Regions from separate parts of the Anser cygnoides genome. Here region 2 is linked to region 1. The links are chromatin contacts, called in public Hi-C maps. All regions are on one chromosome and are shown on one strand. The core of a region is the stretch at or near the end of the contact, and the rest is flanking DNA. Distances in the headings are between cores, read along the strand shown. Region 1 holds the start of MDM1 (Mdm1 nuclear protein). Region 2 holds the start of SLC35E3 (solute carrier family 35 member E3).

The links. Hi-C and Micro-C count contacts between places; a contact is called where the count stands out from the background.
Region 2: a Hi-C map of liver shows a contact between it and region 1, with 5 times the contacts expected there. The contact joins the promoter of SLC35E3 here to the promoter of MDM1 in region 1. A contact is called at or near these places in 2 of 7 Hi-C or Micro-C datasets (both in liver).

Annotation. Positions count from the first base shown.
Region 1 is chr1:38,520,781-38,524,852 of Taihu_goose_T2T_genome, forward strand. It overlaps MDM1 (Mdm1 nuclear protein), which reads right to left and starts at 2,408. Exons shown (of 14, transcript XM_048065430.2): 1 at 2,122-2,408; 2 at 1,576-1,681. The coding sequence starts at 2,139. It overlaps LOC136790168 (a long non-coding RNA gene), which reads right to left. Exons shown (of 3, transcript XR_010829610.1): 3 at 2,491-2,630.
Region 2 is chr1:38,664,297-38,668,007 of Taihu_goose_T2T_genome, forward strand. SLC35E3 (solute carrier family 35 member E3) reads left to right here and starts at 1,434. Exons shown (of 5, transcript XM_066992816.1): 1 at 1,434-1,947; 2 at 2,063-2,173; 3 at 3,409-3,567. The coding sequence starts at 1,558. NUP107 (nucleoporin 107) reads left to right here. Exons shown (of 28, transcript XM_066992781.1): 28 at 457-782. The coding sequence ends at 564.

The DNA of each region.
Region 1 (4,072 bases), core at 1,158-3,657:
GTAGAAAGAGATAAACTGCAGTGAAAGATCTATACGTACTGTCTGTATGCCCAACTATATATACAGGTAGTAGGAAATAATTCCAGTGGAGAAACACTGGAAAAGTAACAGGAAAGAACTCAGAGCACCTCTTAACTCTTTCTGCCAGTATTCCAAGCCATTCTTAAAACTATCAATTATGCATTTCAACAGGAAGAACAGTAAGCATATTAACAACAGCAATCTGCACCGATGACAAAGTCCTACAAGGTGTCAAGAGTGACATTCAAAGATGCACGCTGTTAAATGGCCAGAAGATAGGTGTGAGTGCAAATGAATCCAAAAATGTAGGAAAACTACACCAAGCACACACAAAATCACAGCTACAACGTGAAAAGGAGAAACTGCTGTATTGCTAACTCATGACTTTATTGCAAGTCTTGTAATATTTGCTGTATGAAGTTTCACCATCCTTCACGTGACTGGAGATGATGCATAGCTTACAATTTTCAAAACAGGTTAATATGTGTGGATATGTCTGCATTTCAGAATTTGTGGAAGTTACTCTCTTAAATACAGGTACCCGCACCTACAGGCATGTGCAAGGAAAGCAAGGTTAAAGAAAGACGTATCTTGCTGTAACAAAGAAAGCAGTAATATACAAGTAAAATCTTTGGCAAAATTAAATTATTTACTGAAATGTCTAGAATTTTGGTCGAAAACAAACCATACTTCCAGCAGTTGGTTCTTAATTACTAGGCCATAATAGAGATCACTTATTGTATCGTCTAATGAATATATTGGACTCCAATTACACAGACTGCATAGTGTGATTGCACTGAATTGCACAACTCTGTTAATCTGCTTTGTGCCACTACAATAATTTGTATTGTTTTAATGCTCCTTTTCAATGCACTGCCAGTTGTCATCACTCTACAGCTTACTCCTATTCCTCAACTCTCAATGGGTCTTCCAATCCAGACGCTATTTCCTTTCTCTCCTACTTTTCAATTTCACATTTCCCTGCCAGGATAACATCTAGAACACTAAATCCCAGACTACAGCATCACAAGCTTTGCCGTTTAATGTCCATCTTTTTTGTTTGTCCTAGTCAGCTGCCATGGGTAAGTCTTCCTAACAATTTTACTTTATATTAGACTTTGATCAAATTAGTCTTTTCTTAATAAAAAAAAATTACTTAGTGGTTCTATGTACCATAGGTAAACCAATGCATCCTTCTACGGGCTCTGTATGGGTTAACACTGCACCTGTGCTTCATGTTTGGGATTTAGTTTATGCTGCACATCAGAAACCACGTTTTTGAGGTTTTGTATAAATAGCACTAACATTAAAACAAAGTTTCAGTGTAGCCTGAAGAAAGATGGCATTCAAACACGCATTCCTACAAATAGTAACTAGGAATATAATTTCAATTGCGTAAAGAGTCCAAACTGCCAATGTTACCGGTTTGCTGTGGTCGCACACCCCACCACAGCAAGCCTCTCGAGACCCACGGCACCTAAGGCTGATCTTCGTCAGGGCTGACTTGGGTGGTGCTGGGTTTTGCACTCGAGGGGCAGTTTTGGGGACGCTTACCTAACTGATCCGACCGAAGTCCTGCCCACCCGGACTTCTGCTCTTGAGCTGGGCTACACAACTCTGGGGTTTTCCATCTGAAGTTTCTCTTATATTCGCTCAAGCCCTGCAGCAAACAGAGAGGTATCTGTCAAATGAGTGATGCCTGCCGCGCTTCTAGCACCTGTGGGTATGCAATCTGAGAGGAAACACCTCAAAAGACGTCTGCAGGAAACACTTAAAAGTAGGAGGCTGCTCTTCACCTCCCAAACCAAACCCTACAGAGACCAAAAACTACCCTCCGAACAGCAGGAGGAAAAAAAAAAAAAAAACAAGCGTGGAACAGCTTCACGCATACAAAAAGCATGCAAAATCACGCTTTAAATAACTTCTTCCACGCCCACAACGGCGCTCTTTCTGCCTTTTGGGGCCGGTTTCCCTTAGCACAAGGCTCCCCCGCTCCCGCGGCCGCTCCTCCCGCCGGGCCGGGCCGGGCCGCGCCGGGCCCTTCACCGCCGCCGCCTGCCTGCCGCCCCCAGCCGCCCCGGCACCCCCTCGTCGCCTCACCCTGAAGCGCACGGGCATGGCGGAGCGCTGGGTGCCTGCCCTCCGCCTCCAACGCCGCCGCTGCCCCAGCAGAGCCGCCGGCCCCCTTCACCGGGCGCCTGCGCGGCGGCTGCACAACGGGGGCGGGGAGCGCCATGGGCCGGGGCCGGGCGGCCACCGCCTCCCCTCAGGGCGCTGCCCGCGGGGGCCATCTTGGTCCCGCGACTTGCTGAGATCTTGCCTGCTGCCCACCGAGCCCCTCGGCCCAAAAGCGGCACGGCGTGGTTTTGCTGCTGCTGTGGCGGCCCCGGGAGGTCTGGCCGAAGCTGCCAAGGGGTTCTGCTGGCGGAAAAATAAGTTCCCTTGCCTTCCCGGAGGCCGAGCGGCGGTGTGCGGGCTGCCGTGCCTTCGGCTCAGCCGCCCTCCCGGCGCACCGCCTGCCGTCAGGAGATCCTAATCCATCTTCTGGGCCATATCCTCCTGCGGGGATCGCTTCTGCGGCTGATCTCCCTTCGACACCCACTCTTTAGCTACGTTGAATTAACGAGAGGGTTTAAAAAAATAAATAAATAAAATAAAAAAAATCAGAAATATTAAGCAAAATGGCTTAGGCAGTGTGTACTCCCTCTGCCCTTTGCTGCTGACTCTCCCTGTCTGACTGCTTGGTGCAGCCTGTTGCTGTTCTCCAGCACAGCCTAAGCTGCTTGAGCGAGGGCTTTGCCATCTCTGTCTCTCCAAAGCAGCCTGTTAGACGTTGGAAGAGTGATCCCAAGCCAAGTGCAGTGACTGAACTGCAGTTTAGATCCGATCAGAGCCCGCATAAAAGGCGAGCAACAAGTTTCACTGTTGAGGCGTGAGAGGAGAGCGTCGGTCAGAAAGCCTGTCAGCAAGGCAAAATGTTTTTCTGCAACATAAACTGCCAAACCGTGAGGGATGTGCTGCCCTGCTAGCATCTCTGAGTTCCGCACCTCTTTGTTAATGAATGTCAAGACAATAATTTTGTTAGAATTTATTGACTGATTACACTCGAAACCATTAGGTCCACCAAATGAACTAGTTTGTTTTGTTATTACAATGGTTTGTTTTCAATCAGGTCTAGTTCAGTACATTTTCTAAAATAATGCATAAACTTGTTATAGAATATGAAAATCCAGCTGGCAAACTTGTTGTTCAACATAGATTCCAGGTTTGCCAGGAATCCCTCTTCTTTGATATGTATGGAAACCAAGCCAAACATAATTTCAGTATATTTATAGGGTGTTTTCCAATTAGCCAAGCTGTAATAATATATTTATAGATGGTTTGGGGCTGTCTGGATTCAAAGGTGGGTTTGAATCTTTAATCCAAAAACATAACATGACACCACATCGCCCTGAAATGCTGAGTATTATATTTCTTAACGATGTCTTCCCTATTTTTTTTTAAGATAAAGCAAAATAAATTATCCTGAAATGATGGAATACATATTCATCTACATGCATTGATTCCTTTAAATTGTGTTTTTTATCTCCTCCTTATAGCTAAGAGATAGCTTTAGCTGATGTGGAGGAAGTATTTCTGTAAATATGTCAACCACTGAGCTACCTGATGCCCTTTATCACTGCTGATGCATATTAGCTACTTCAAGTTCAATGTATATGCATTACTGAACACACAGTTATTCAAGATAATATGATGTAAGAATGCTAAAATGCTTAGGCTGCTAAGAATATTTTCATGTCAGTGCTGAATAAATAATGCAATCATAAAAATGAGTCCATGTGCAGAAAAAGTTACAGCATATTCACAAAGTCATTGCACTGAAAAGAAGGAAAATAATTTGTCCCAAAGCCTAGAGAGTTTTCTGGAAAATAAGTTAGCTGGGACTGATGTAATGTACATCCATTGGTAATTGGTCTGTATTATTTATTGGATCCCATTGTTTAAATAAAAAAAAAAGAGCATTTAAGGCTTGTGTTTCTACATAACACAT
Region 2 (3,711 bases), core at 184-2,683, 140 kb after region 1:
CCCTGAAAAACAATCCCCCCAAAATATATCACCAAAAAAGGCACAATGTCCCCTGCTCCCTCCCCCTCCCTGCCCCCTCCCCCCCCCCCCCCCCCCCCCCCCAAAAAAAAAAGAAACCTGATGAGAACCATCAACGCTAAGAAAAATACTGTGATGCATTTGCATGGATTGGCTTAATATGTGCAGCAGTAACAGGAAAATTAAACTGGGCTGCTTCCCAATAATGTTTGTACTAGTTATAAGACAGAATTGTCTTGACATTACTTGCAGGTTTTGAATACTGCCACTAGCTTCCAGTCCTTTAATAAATGCCATTCCGAAATGTCTGTTGTGGACACTGTCCTAAATGAAAAAGACATGAAAACACTGTGTAACTCAGTTAACCACCATTTATTTTGCTATCAGTGCAGTTCATTGTACAAAAATACAACTCAATTGTTTATTTTTTATTTTTAGGTGTTTTCAAAAGAAGAACTCAGAAAACTTCTACAGAAGCTGAGGGAATCTTCTCTGATGCTTCTGGACCAGGACCTCGATCCACTGGGATATGAAATTCAGTCATAGATTTTTGTGTAGATACTTGCAAAGACTTTTGAACATAAAGTCTAGACACATCGATTTCAAGAACAAAAACATGCATCAGTTAAGCTGTTCAGATCTTTGGTTAAAGAAAAACACCTCAGCTTTAATTTATGAACTTGAAAGATTCTGACCAACATGAGAGGATATTTGTTATGGCCCTCTTTTGTATTTTTTTCTAATAAAAGTGGTTTTCAAACAAACACTGTGTTCATACTAATCTACCCTGTCTGTGTGTATGGGGAGAGTGTGAACCTCCTTAACGTGCTTGCTCTGTGCTGAAGCGCTGCCTCCAGAGCATTATTCAGCAGTAGGAGAATGTGCAAAGGTTCAGTGGAAAAGGGGTGAGGATGCGTGGAATCGTTAAGGTTGGAAAAGCCCTCCAAGATCATCTGGTCCAACCATTGTCCTCCCACCAATGTCACCCACCATGTCCCTAAGCACCACGTCCAACCTTCCCTCGAGCACCCCCAGGGACGGTGACTCCACCACCTCCCTGGGCAACCCGTCCCAGTGCCTGACTGCTCTTTCTGAGAAGAAATGTCTCCTCATTTCCAACCTGAGCCCCCCCTGGCGCAACCTGAGGCCGTTCCCTCTTGTCCTATCACCTGTGAGAAGAGGCCGACCCCCAGCTCCCCACAGCTTCCTTCCAGGTACCTGCAGAGAGCACTGAGGCCCCCCCTGAGCCTCCCCTTCTCCAGACCGCGCGCCGCCACCTCCCTCAGCCGCCCCTCACAGGGCCCTTACGGCCGCGGAGCGCAGGCCGCCGGCTGACGGGGCCCGTCCCCGTCTCCCCGGTGGGGGCGGCGCCGCCGGAAGGCGCGGGGCCACGTGGCGCGGGGGCGGGGAAGGCGGCGGCGGCCGGGGCTGGGCTGGGCTGGGCTCGGCGGGGCGCTGCTGCCGCTGCCGCCGGTCCCCGCCGCCGGTCCCTGCGGCCGGTCCCCGCCGCCGCTGCCGGTGCCGGCCCCGCCGCGCGCCATGGGCTGGGTGCCGGCGCAGGGCCGGCTGGCGGCGGGGCTGCTGGTGAACCTGGCCGCCTCCATCTGCATCGTGTTCCTGAACAAGTGGCTGTACGTGCGGCTGGGCTTCCCCAACCTCAGCCTCACCCTGGTGCACTTCGCCATCACCTGGCTCGGCCTCTACCTCTGCCAGGCGCTCGGCGCCTTCGCCCCCAAGAGCCTGCGGCCCGCCCAGGTGCTGCCCCTGGCCCTCAGCTTCTGCGGCTTCGTCGTCTTCACCAACCTCTCCCTGCAGAGCAACACCATCGGCACCTACCAGCTGGCCAAGGCCATGACCACGCCGGTCATCGTGGCCATCCAGAGCCTGGCCTACGGCAAGACCTTCCCCCTGCGCATCAAGCTCACGCTGGTGAGGGGGCTGCGGGGGGGTTTTGGGGGGTTCGGGGAGGTTTTGGGGGGCTTCGGGGGCGGCCCTGTCGCGGGGTGCCTTCGCTGAGGCGCCCGGCGCCGCCTCTCGCCCGCAGGTGCCCATCACGCTGGGCGTCTTCCTCAACTCCTACTACGACGTCAAGTTCAGCGCCCTCGGCATGGTGTTCGCCACGCTGGGCGTCCTGGTCACCTCGCTCTACCAAGTGGTCGGTAACGGCGGCCGGGGGGGCTTGGGGTGGGGATGGGGGGACGGGGGTGCCGCCCGCCGCCGGTCGGGGCAGGCGGGGGTCTGAGGGTGGAGGTCGTCACCAAAATGCCTGTGGTGCTGCGGGTACCTCGCGTCTGGGCCTTTCCCAGATGGGGAAGGTTTATTACGGGGAGAAAAATTGATGTATCCAAGGATTGCCTCAGCCCTTTCTGCCATAGCGCTGGACTAAAAGCCTGCAATCAGCACCTTGTCTGCCGTGACCCTAAAAGCTTCCCACACTGGAGTCATCTGTCATGTTGAAACGAAAGCCATCATCACTTTAAACTCTAATTTGTTCATGGCAGATACGCTGTGCTTCCAAAAGAAGCAAGGCTCTGCAACCTGTAGCACACAAGATGAGAAATAATGGTCTTTTGTTCTGTGTGGGGGCAGAAGGAGCGAGATGGTGCATACTAAATTCAGGTGGTTGTGTACTGGAGAAATGATAGCACCTGAGGGAAATTATTCTGTAATTTTTTCAAAAAACTTAGCCAAGTCATATTGTGTGCACTGGAATCCATGTTACTAGTGAACATGACATGAAAGGAGCAAAAGTCACTATGTTTGGCAGTCAATATTTTTTAATAAAGCTCTGGAAATATTCCTGACAATAAACTACAGAATTTTTGTCTGTGGAAGTAAATTGATGACTTTGAAAAACAGCATAAGCAGTGCTGCAACCAGTGAGGATTAGCAAGTGGTGTACACAAATGTATTATAAGCATGCTCTCCACTTCAGAGTGCAGCATATAAAGAAGGGCGGGTGGAAGGCGGTCCCTGCAGCTGCTTGCTCTGCTTTGGCAGAGGTGCTCGGCTCCATCACGGAGAGGGTCTTGAATTTGTGTTGGCTAGAAGGGAGCTGGCATTTTCTTCCCAGCTCTGCTGCTGTTTTTGTTCTTCCTCAAGTATAATACCTTGCCGCCAGGCAGGCAGGCAGGAAGGAAAAGGAAGGTTTAGGTGCTAGGCATTTAGCTGAGAGGGGTTTCACTCTCTTCTCTTTCCTCCTCCCGTGGCTGCCTTCCGCTGCTTGTGTGCTTACAAAAGGCCAACACCTGGCCCTCTGGTTAGGGAACGGTAGACAATAACGCTCACCAACCCAGTTACCTGGTATTGTCTGCGTGGCACGCCCTCTGTATTAGTAAATGGTTTGGGGTTGCTTTCCTCGTGTTTAACAGCTTTCTCTTTTGGTTCTAGTGGGTAGGAGCGAAGCAGCATGAGTTGCAGGTAAACTCTATGCAGCTGCTGTACTATCAGGCACCAATGTCCTCAGCTATGTTGCTGTTCATCATACCCTTCTTCGAGCCAGTCTTTGGAGAAGGGGGGATATTTGGGCCCTGGACACTTTCTGCTGTGGTAAGACTTTCATTGACTCTCTTTTTTCCTTAAATAAGCCATCATTGCTGATGTATTTAAATTTGATATTTAATGCTAAGATCTGTTTCTCTGTGAAACAGATTTTTGTACAGTCATTAACTATGATGAGATGAGAGGGGCATG